Linked DNA regions of Sus scrofa: region 1 is linked to region 2. Evidence: chromatin contacts called from public promoter capture Hi-C data. All regions are on one chromosome and are shown on one strand. The core of a region is the stretch at or near the end of the contact, and the rest is flanking DNA. Distances in the headings are between cores, read along the strand shown.

Region 1 (3,948 bases), core at 27-2,526, 280 kb after region 2:
GGAAAGAGACCCTACAACGGCACAGAGGCTGTGGCCCCAGGGCCCCAGGAAGCTGGATGGAATTCAAATTTGCTCACTCTGCTGAGACCTGAATGTAAGACAGGAGTGAGGGAGTTCCCACTGTGGCACAGCGGAAACAAATCCGACTGGACCCATGAGGTTGTGGGTTCAATCCCTGGCCTTGCTCAGTGGGTTAAGGATCCAGTGGTGTTGTGAGCTGTGGTGTAAGTTGCTGACACGGCTCAGATCTGGCATGGCTGTGGCTGTGGTGCAGGCTGGCAGCTGTAGCTCTGATTAGACCCCTAGCCTGGGAACCTCCATATGCCGCAGGTGTGGCCCTAAAAAGACTCCTCCCCACCAAAAAAAAAAAAAAAAAAAAAAAAGGAGTGAGGACGCTCATTCCTGAGGACCAAATTAGGAGCTCAGTGTTTTCTGGTTGCTTTTCACCTGCCCTTCTGCCCCCTCTGCCCCCCTTATGCCCTTCAGAGGCAATCTGCCCTCCCCCCTCGCTTTCCTGAACATCTAGTGTCTTCGTCCCGCCTCCTGTTTGTCATTTCTGTCCTTTAAATCCTCAGGGAGAAATGAGGAATGAGGTAAAATCATTACAATAGAAGCTAAACTGAGAGACAGAGACTCAGGCTCTGATGATTATGAACAAAGGGGGTGGGGACCTCGGGAGGGAGCAGAATTTCCCATTTCACCTGAGCCTTGTACCCAAGGAAGTCTCTAGGGGGGTCTGCCAGGACTAGACCTTGTGTCCAAGTTCCCACATGTGCTCAGGACTCTGGCTCAAACCCAGGCACGCCTGTCTGCAGCCCATTTCTGCTCTGGGGGAGGAAGCTTGCATTTCCACAGGCTTCTGTCAGGTCATCACGCACCTTGTCACGCACTCAGTGAGAGAGGCCTGCACAAAATTCAAAATCATTTGGCCAGTTACATATTCTGAACTGACCTATCCCAAGCCTTCTGAGCAAAGGAGAAATGAAAGAGAAACCTAAATATCTTTCTTTCCCTTTCTTTGAAACGCCAAACTAGTTGCTTAACGTTTAGTTTTAGATTCTTAATTTTGCTTTCTGAGTTTGACATGCTAAGATCTTGGAAATAAACTCGGGAAACGTGAGGTCTGCTCATCTCTAGTGAGTTAGCAAAACCAGGATGGACCTGCCCACCCCAGGTCCTGCTGGAAAGGCTGAGAATGAAGACTGGTGCCTCCTGGTGTTACCTGGTCTCCAGGCTGTTAGCGGTGTCTCCTGCTTCAGGTCAGGTGGCAGTAAGGATATTTCTATACCTGAGTCTCTCTCCACGAAACTTAAGAGGAAACTCTGGCCAAGTCTTCCTGGCTTCTCATTGCGGGAGGCTTCTTGTGATCTGAGACCCCAGCGGGTGTAGCCTCTTCAGGTTGGGACTAGAGCTGGAGGGAGGCTCAGGAAAGAGAGCCACTTCCTCGTTAAGCCCTGCCCTCAGCTTTTTAACTGAAGGAGGGGCTGACCTTTGCCCAAGTAATTTGACTCGAAAAGGAGTTCTACACGGTTTCCCAAGGACTCTCACTGCCCTTTGGGACAAAGACAATTATTTGGGTGTTTTCCTGAGAGTGCTTTCCATTTCATCAGTTTAGCAAATGTTTACTGATCACCTGTGGGACATCTTGAATCTTAACATCAGGAGGCAGGTGTTACGATTCCCATTTTGCCTATAAGGAAACTGAGGCTCAGAGGTAAGGTATCTTGTTAGTGGTCCCCGTCAGGTGAGCTGAGATCCAAATCTTGGTCTTTCTGGCTTTCCACTATATCCTGTTACCTCTCCTGTGAGATTCAAAGGTTGTATTCCAATGGAACCCCTGGAAAAGCTTTCAAAACAGAATCTAACCCCAGCCATAGTAAAACCCACAAAAACTCATGTAAAGACTATAGGTTACATGGGCGTTCCTGTTGCTGTGCAGCAAAAACAAATCCGACTAGAACCCATGAGGATGCAGGTTCGATCCCTGGCCTCACGCAGTGGGTTAAGGATCTGGTGTGGATGTGAGCTGTGGTGTAGGTCTCGGGTGAGGCTCGGATCCTGCATTGCTGTGGCTGTGGTGTAGGCCAGCAGCTGCAACTCTGATTTGACTCCTGGCCTGGGAACTTCTATATGCCATGGGTATGGTATGGCCCCAAAATGCAAAAACAAAAAACCACTATAGCTTATGATTTTAGGGATAGAATTCCCTATGTATAAGAAAGAAGAAACAGATAGGATTTTATGCTTTATCCAGATTCTTAACTGAAGTATATATTTATGATCATGAAATATGAGTGCTGGCTACTCAAACTGGGAAGATGAAGGAAGTGAGAAATGAAAGGGGAATTAAGGGTGATTTCATAAAAGCGGGGAAAGGACTGGCCATTTAAATATTAGGTAAACATCCCTGAGAGACAAATGACAGCAGTTATGGGAAAGTTAGTTTTTTGGTGACTCAAAGTGAAATTTCACCAGCAAATTCATATTTATTGCACATAATGAATACAAGTCTAGTTACCTGGAGGGCTATTCAAGAAATATTAAGAATGTCTTGTCTTTTTAAAAAAAAAAAAAACTCAGTCTTTTTTTTGGGAAGAAGAGATAGATTCATTTGAAACAATTCAAGAATCAACAAATGGATATAACAAGTAACTAAATTGCCTAGTAAGGACCACAGTTGTGATTGGACTTCAGAGTTACATGACTTAAGGAAACTGGGGGCAGAAACCATTTAGAATCTCACAAGGTCTTGGCAGGTATGAACACAGGTATGAACACAAGGAAGGGGCAGTCAGCACGAGGAGGTGGGTTCATTGACGACAATGTCCATTAGTCACCCAGCTTCACACCTTCCACACCCAACAAACTGGCACATACTCAAGACAGGCCTCCAGACGTGTTATATATTAAAAAAAAAAAAACAAAAACCGAGCCTACTTTTCTCCTGATTCTAAAAATACACATTGTGCTCTAGAAAAGGTAGAAAACATAAAAGAGCACTCATAGAATAGAGACCACCAAGATCCAGTCACTCAGGGATGAGGGTTGTTAAAAATGGGGTGCATTTCCTTCCTTCTGTGACAGTGACAGTAAGCTACCCTTCAGGTATCTGCCCGGCCCACTGACCTTTCCCTTCATCCTGCCCCCAAGAGTGTACCTACCAGGAGGCACCCCTGCGGTCAGGTGGATAAAGGGACCTCTGCCCCTTATGAAAAAGGAAACCATAAGCCCCAACTGGAGTCACGTGTGTTGGCTCCGTGGCAGTAGGCCAAGACTTAATACCTATCCTAATTACAAAGTCACCCTTAGCCAGGAATGTGATTCCAGCTAAACTGGAATTTCCTGGTCAGGACTGAGAAATCTGCTAATAGACCCTGCTCACATCCTCCTTCAGGAGGATGGCCTTGCCTGAAACATTATATCTTTGCAAATACTTTCCTTGTTTCTGCTCTGTCTTTAAAAAGCTTCCTTTTCTGCAGCTCAGCAGAGCTCCTCTTTACCTCTTAGATGAGATGTTGCCTGACTCATGAATTGTTCATTAAAAAATTTTGTGTGTGTGTGTGTGTCTTTTGTCCGTGTTTTAGGGCTGCACCCGTGGCATATGGAGGTTCCCAGGCTAGGGGTCTAATCGGAGCTGTAGCCACCTGATTACGCCAGAGCCACAGCAACGCCAGATCCGTGCTGCGTCTGTGACCTACACTACAGCTCTCAACAACTCCGGATCCTTAACCCACTGAGCAAGGCCAGGGATCAAACCTTCAACCTCATGGTTCCTAGTCGGATTTGTTTCTGCTGCGCCACGACGGGAACTCCAATTTTTTTTTTTTTAAATGGCTGCCCCTGATGTACATGGAAGTTCCCAGGCAAGCGGTTGAATTGGAGCTGCCGCTGAGGCCTAGGCCACAGCCAAAGCCATGCCAGATCAGACCTATGTTGAAGCTTGGGCCA
Region 2 (4,394 bases), core at 1,038-3,537:
TTGAATTTGAAGTTTCTAAGTGGGGAAAGGTCTACTTAGCTCTTAAGCGAGGACCATGTGTGAAAGGACATTCAAACACCGTGAACTTTCTATACCCTGGACCCTCACATATGCTATCTGCAGAGATAAAATGTACAGAGCAATCAGTCTCTGGTTTCATGAGAAAAATTACTCCAATGGGAATTCACTCTGGAGTTTCTTTTACTTTGGTAACTCTTCAAAACAAAATTTGAGACATCGGTGTAATTCAAGAGCAGGTCAGGAGTTCCCATTGTGGCTCAGTGGTAACAAACCAGACTGGTATCTCTGAGGACTCAGGTTTGATCCCTGGTCTGGCTCAGTGGGTTAAGGATCCAGCATTGCCATGAGCTGTGGTGTAGGTGGCAGATGCAGCTTATATCCTGCATTGCTGTGACTGTGTGTAGGGCCAGCAACTGTAGCTCCAATTTGATCCCTAGCCTGGGAACTTCCGTATGCCTTGGGTGCAGCCCTGGGAAAAAAAAAAAAAAAGACCAAGCTGGAGCTCCCACTGTGACACAACAGGATTGGCAACATCTTGGGAGTGCTGGGACATGGGTTCCATCCCCAGCCCAGCACAGTGGGTTAAGGATCTGTCATTGCTGCAGCTTCGGTTTACATCGAGACTGTGGCTCAGATCTGATCCCTGGTCCTGGAGCTTCTTGTGCCACTGGGCAGCTAAAAATGAAAAAAAAGAGCAGGTCATCGTCTGGATACAACTAGTAGAGTTAGTTCCACACAATGGACCTTTGTTCACAGGCCGTATCTGTCAACATACGCCTCCTGCAGCTATTGGTTAAAACTAGAACCGTAGGCTGTCAGGCCTAGAATAAATCTACAGCTGCATGGTGCCTTAGGTCTGAAAGCTCTCTCACACCAATCAAGGTAGAGATATGGTGAAAGGTTAGAACGCTTGGCAATTTAAGTGTCAGTGGTTGAATAATGTTGTGCTTGTTTGCCTGTGTACAGGGGTGGGAGTGATGTGAGCACCCTAGGCCTTCTTTCCTATGCATGCAATCAACACATAAATTTTTGTTAAATATTTACTATGTACCTATTATGTACCAGGTACTATGCTAAATATTAGAGATAAAATTTTTAAATAGACCCCATTGTTTTCATCATTATTATCCATACCTGTAAACAATAAATCCTGCAGAATCCCAATGCCTTTCCAGAGTCTTGACTTGCACGTTTAACACAAAAATTGCCAACCTGATTGAGGACCATCCATGCCTTGAACAGTTAAAACAGGATCCTCTTTATTTTTTTTATTTTTTTTATTTATTTTTTTTTTTTTTTGTTTTTTGCCTTTCCTAGGGCTGCTGCTGCGCATATGGAGGTTCCCAGGCTAGGGGTCTAATCCAAGCTGTAGCCACGGCCTACGCCAGAGCCACAGCAACGAGGGACCTGAGCTGGGTCTGTGACCTACACCACGGCTCATGGCAATGCTGGATCCTTAACCCACTGAGCCAGACCAGGGATCAACCTGAGTCCTCAGAGATACCAGTCTGGTTTGTTACCACTGAGCCACAATGGGAACTCCCTGACCTGCTCTTGAATTACACCGATGTCTCAAATGTTGTGAGAACCACTAAAAGGTGACACAAAAAGTGCAAAAACTGTTGGAAATGTGGCACCAATAGATTTGCTCCAAGCAGGATTACCACAAGCCTTTAATTAAAATAAATAAATAAATAAATAAAAGCGATATTTGCTAAGTGCAATCAAACGAGGTATGCTTGTATAGTGTACATTTTTGTGTTGTTTGACTTTCATGGTTTTTGCCTGTTCTTTGGCCTCGGGGAAGTGAGAAGTGAGAACTCGCAGCTGCAGACCCTTAGGTACTCACGAGGGTCGCGGCCGGCCCCCAGCAGTGCGCACAGCCGGGATGCACAATGTGAAAGGGTGAGTGGGTGAGTGGGGCGCCCGGGGCGGGTGGGTGTGTGTACTGGGAGGGGCTCCCGGCTCCCGGCTCCCGGCTCTCCCGCGTGCCTAGAGCACAAGCTCCAGGTTGCAGCCAAGCATCTCCGGGTTGCAGGGCGGGAATGTGCCCTTCCCCCTCCGGCAAACTTTGAGAGGCCCCAACGGAAGCAGGAACTCGGGAACCACAAACCCCGGGTTGGGCGGGATCTGCGGAGCCGCCCAGGCGTCCTCGCCCAGCGCCTTGCGGATCTGCGGCTCCTGCCCCGAGCGTGCGGGGCTGCCCAGCAGCGGGAGGCAGCAGGGCCCCGTCTTCCCGCCGCCAGGTAAAGGCTCTCCATCGTCTCTTCCAGTCCCCTGCGTCGCCACCTGAAGGGACAGAGCTCCCCGCTTTCCCGGGGCAAGGCTCCCTTGCCACCTCCCCCGCCCAGGGGGTCTCCGCGCGGCCGGTAGCAGCGGCTCCCCTTATCGTCACCAGAGGCAGAAGAATAGTTTAGTGAGCGACGTACATTTCCCCAAAGGAAGGGCAAGTTTTCCATTTTTTTCTTGTACGGTTTGTCTCCTGTATTCATCGAACCTGCTAATTGTCTAATACTCTGTAGGGTGTGTGTGTGTGATTAAGTTAGATTATGCTGTGCGTAAAATGTTTTCCAGCATTTGACAGAGTTGTTGCAGGTGCGTTGCCGGGACTGGAGCAAGCGGGCATGCGCTTCGTCTCCCTTCCACCTGTATTCGTTCCCCTCTCTCAACAGGATTCAACTTCACTTTGGACTTTTGTTATTATTATAAACTTGTTTTGGTATTTCTATTGTAAAGTAGACGTAAATTTTTTCTTTTTATCATTTTTAAGTGTGCAATTTTGTGGCATTGGGTACTGTCACATCATTGGGTAACTGCCATTCTATCCATTTTCAGGACACTTTTGCGATCCCAAATAGAAACTCTACCCATTAAATAATAACTTCAGGGAGCTCCTGTCTTGATTCACTGGTAACGAATCCAACCAGTACCTATGGGGATGTGGGCTGGTCCCTGGCCGCGCTCAGTGGGTTAAGGATCCTGTGTTGCTGTGAACTGTGGTGTAGGTAGCACACGCTGCTCAGAGCTGGTGTTGCTGTGGTGCAGACTGGTAGCTACAGCTCAGATTGATTTGACCCCTATCCTGGGAACTTCCATATCTGGCTGTGGCCCTAAAAAGACAAAACAACCCCCCCCCCCCCCCGCATTCCTTCTTCCACCAACCTCTGGTAAGTTCTACTTTTCGTCTCTGCATTCGCCTATTCCAGGTACTTCATATAAGCGCAATCATACACTATTTAAGCTTTTGTATCTAGTTTATTTCACTCGGCATAATGTTTTCTAGATTGTGGCCTGTATTAGAATTTCATTCCTTTTTGTTGCTGAATAATATTCCATTGTATGTACATACCACCTTTTAAAAATCTGTTAATCTTTAGACCTTTAAACCTAATAATAATGGATTAGAAGAATTAAGTTACCTAATAATCATTAAGTAACATTAATGAGAAGCTCATGAGAACTGCTCACCATCCAGGCGTGTAGGCGCAGTGAAGATGCTAGTGATGATAACACAGCCCCTTCCCCTGCATCCCCTGGCAGGAGTTCAGGTTTCTTTGCAAGAGCTTGGGAAGAGACTCTTTGAATCCACAAGTGAAGTGTTGGCCGGGTTTTTCTCTTTTGTACCTGTTTTGTTTTCTCCAGTGACTAGAAGAGACTTGCAAAATGTTGCAGCATAAAAATGTAACTTGTGCCAGGATTGTTTTTTTCCTTCTATCTCCTCTGCACCTGTGGCATATGGAGGTTCCTCCAGCCAGGGATCAAATCCTAGCTGCAGCTGTGATATATGCCACAGCTGCAGCAATACCAGATCTTAACCCTCTGCCACAGTGGGAACTCCTGTGCTAGGATTCTTAACCTGGAGAGTCCATGAGCAGTATTCAGAAAGTCTGTGAACTTGGGTGGAAAAGTTTGTTTCACTAACCTCTAAATGTAGTGCAGTGTTTCTTTAAGAGCCATGTAGGCAAAAGCCACAGGAGTATTAGTGGTGGGCAGCTCTGATTTAAAACTAGTAGAGGAGGTACCGTCACGGCTCAGTGGTAATGAACCTGGCTAGTATCTATGAGGATTTGGGTTCGATCCCTGGCCTCACTCAGTGAGTTAAGGATCCGGTGTTGCTGTTGCTGTGGCATGGGCCAAGAGCTGCAGCTCAAATTTGACCCCTAGCCCAGGAACTTCCAAATGCTGAGTGTGTGGCCCTAAAAAAAGACAAAAATAAATAAATTAATCATTTAAAATCAATAGAACTTACAGATCTTTCCATATCATGTTACTTAATGCATAGATCTCAAAATTGTTACATTCAATGCTACTTCCAAACTGAGGCACTGATTAGACATTCCCCTTGTTTTTTTTATCACATGATTGATTTTAAC

The links. Promoter capture Hi-C pulls out the DNA fragments that hold promoters and counts their contacts.
Region 1: a promoter capture Hi-C map of liver shows a contact between it and region 2, with 4 times the contacts expected there. The contact joins the promoter of BCL2L14 here to the promoter of MANSC1 in region 2. A contact is called at or near these places in 5 of 5 promoter capture datasets (fetal liver, fetal skeletal muscle, liver and 1 more), 20 of 47 Hi-C or Micro-C datasets (adipocytes, adipose tissue, alveolar macrophages and 13 more) and 2 of 2 datasets of contacts at active chromatin or transcription factors (alveolar macrophages and skeletal muscle).

What each region holds. Positions count from the first base shown.
Region 1 is chr5:60,356,455-60,360,402 of Sscrofa11.1, forward strand. It overlaps BCL2L14 (BCL2 like 14), which reads right to left and starts at 1,277. Exons shown (of 6, transcript NM_001315668.1): 1 at 1,223-1,277.
Region 2 is chr5:60,080,127-60,084,520 of Sscrofa11.1, forward strand. MANSC1 (MANSC domain-containing protein 1) reads left to right here and starts at 2,288. Exons shown (of 9, transcript XM_021092342.1): 1 at 2,288-2,341; 2 at 2,442-2,467.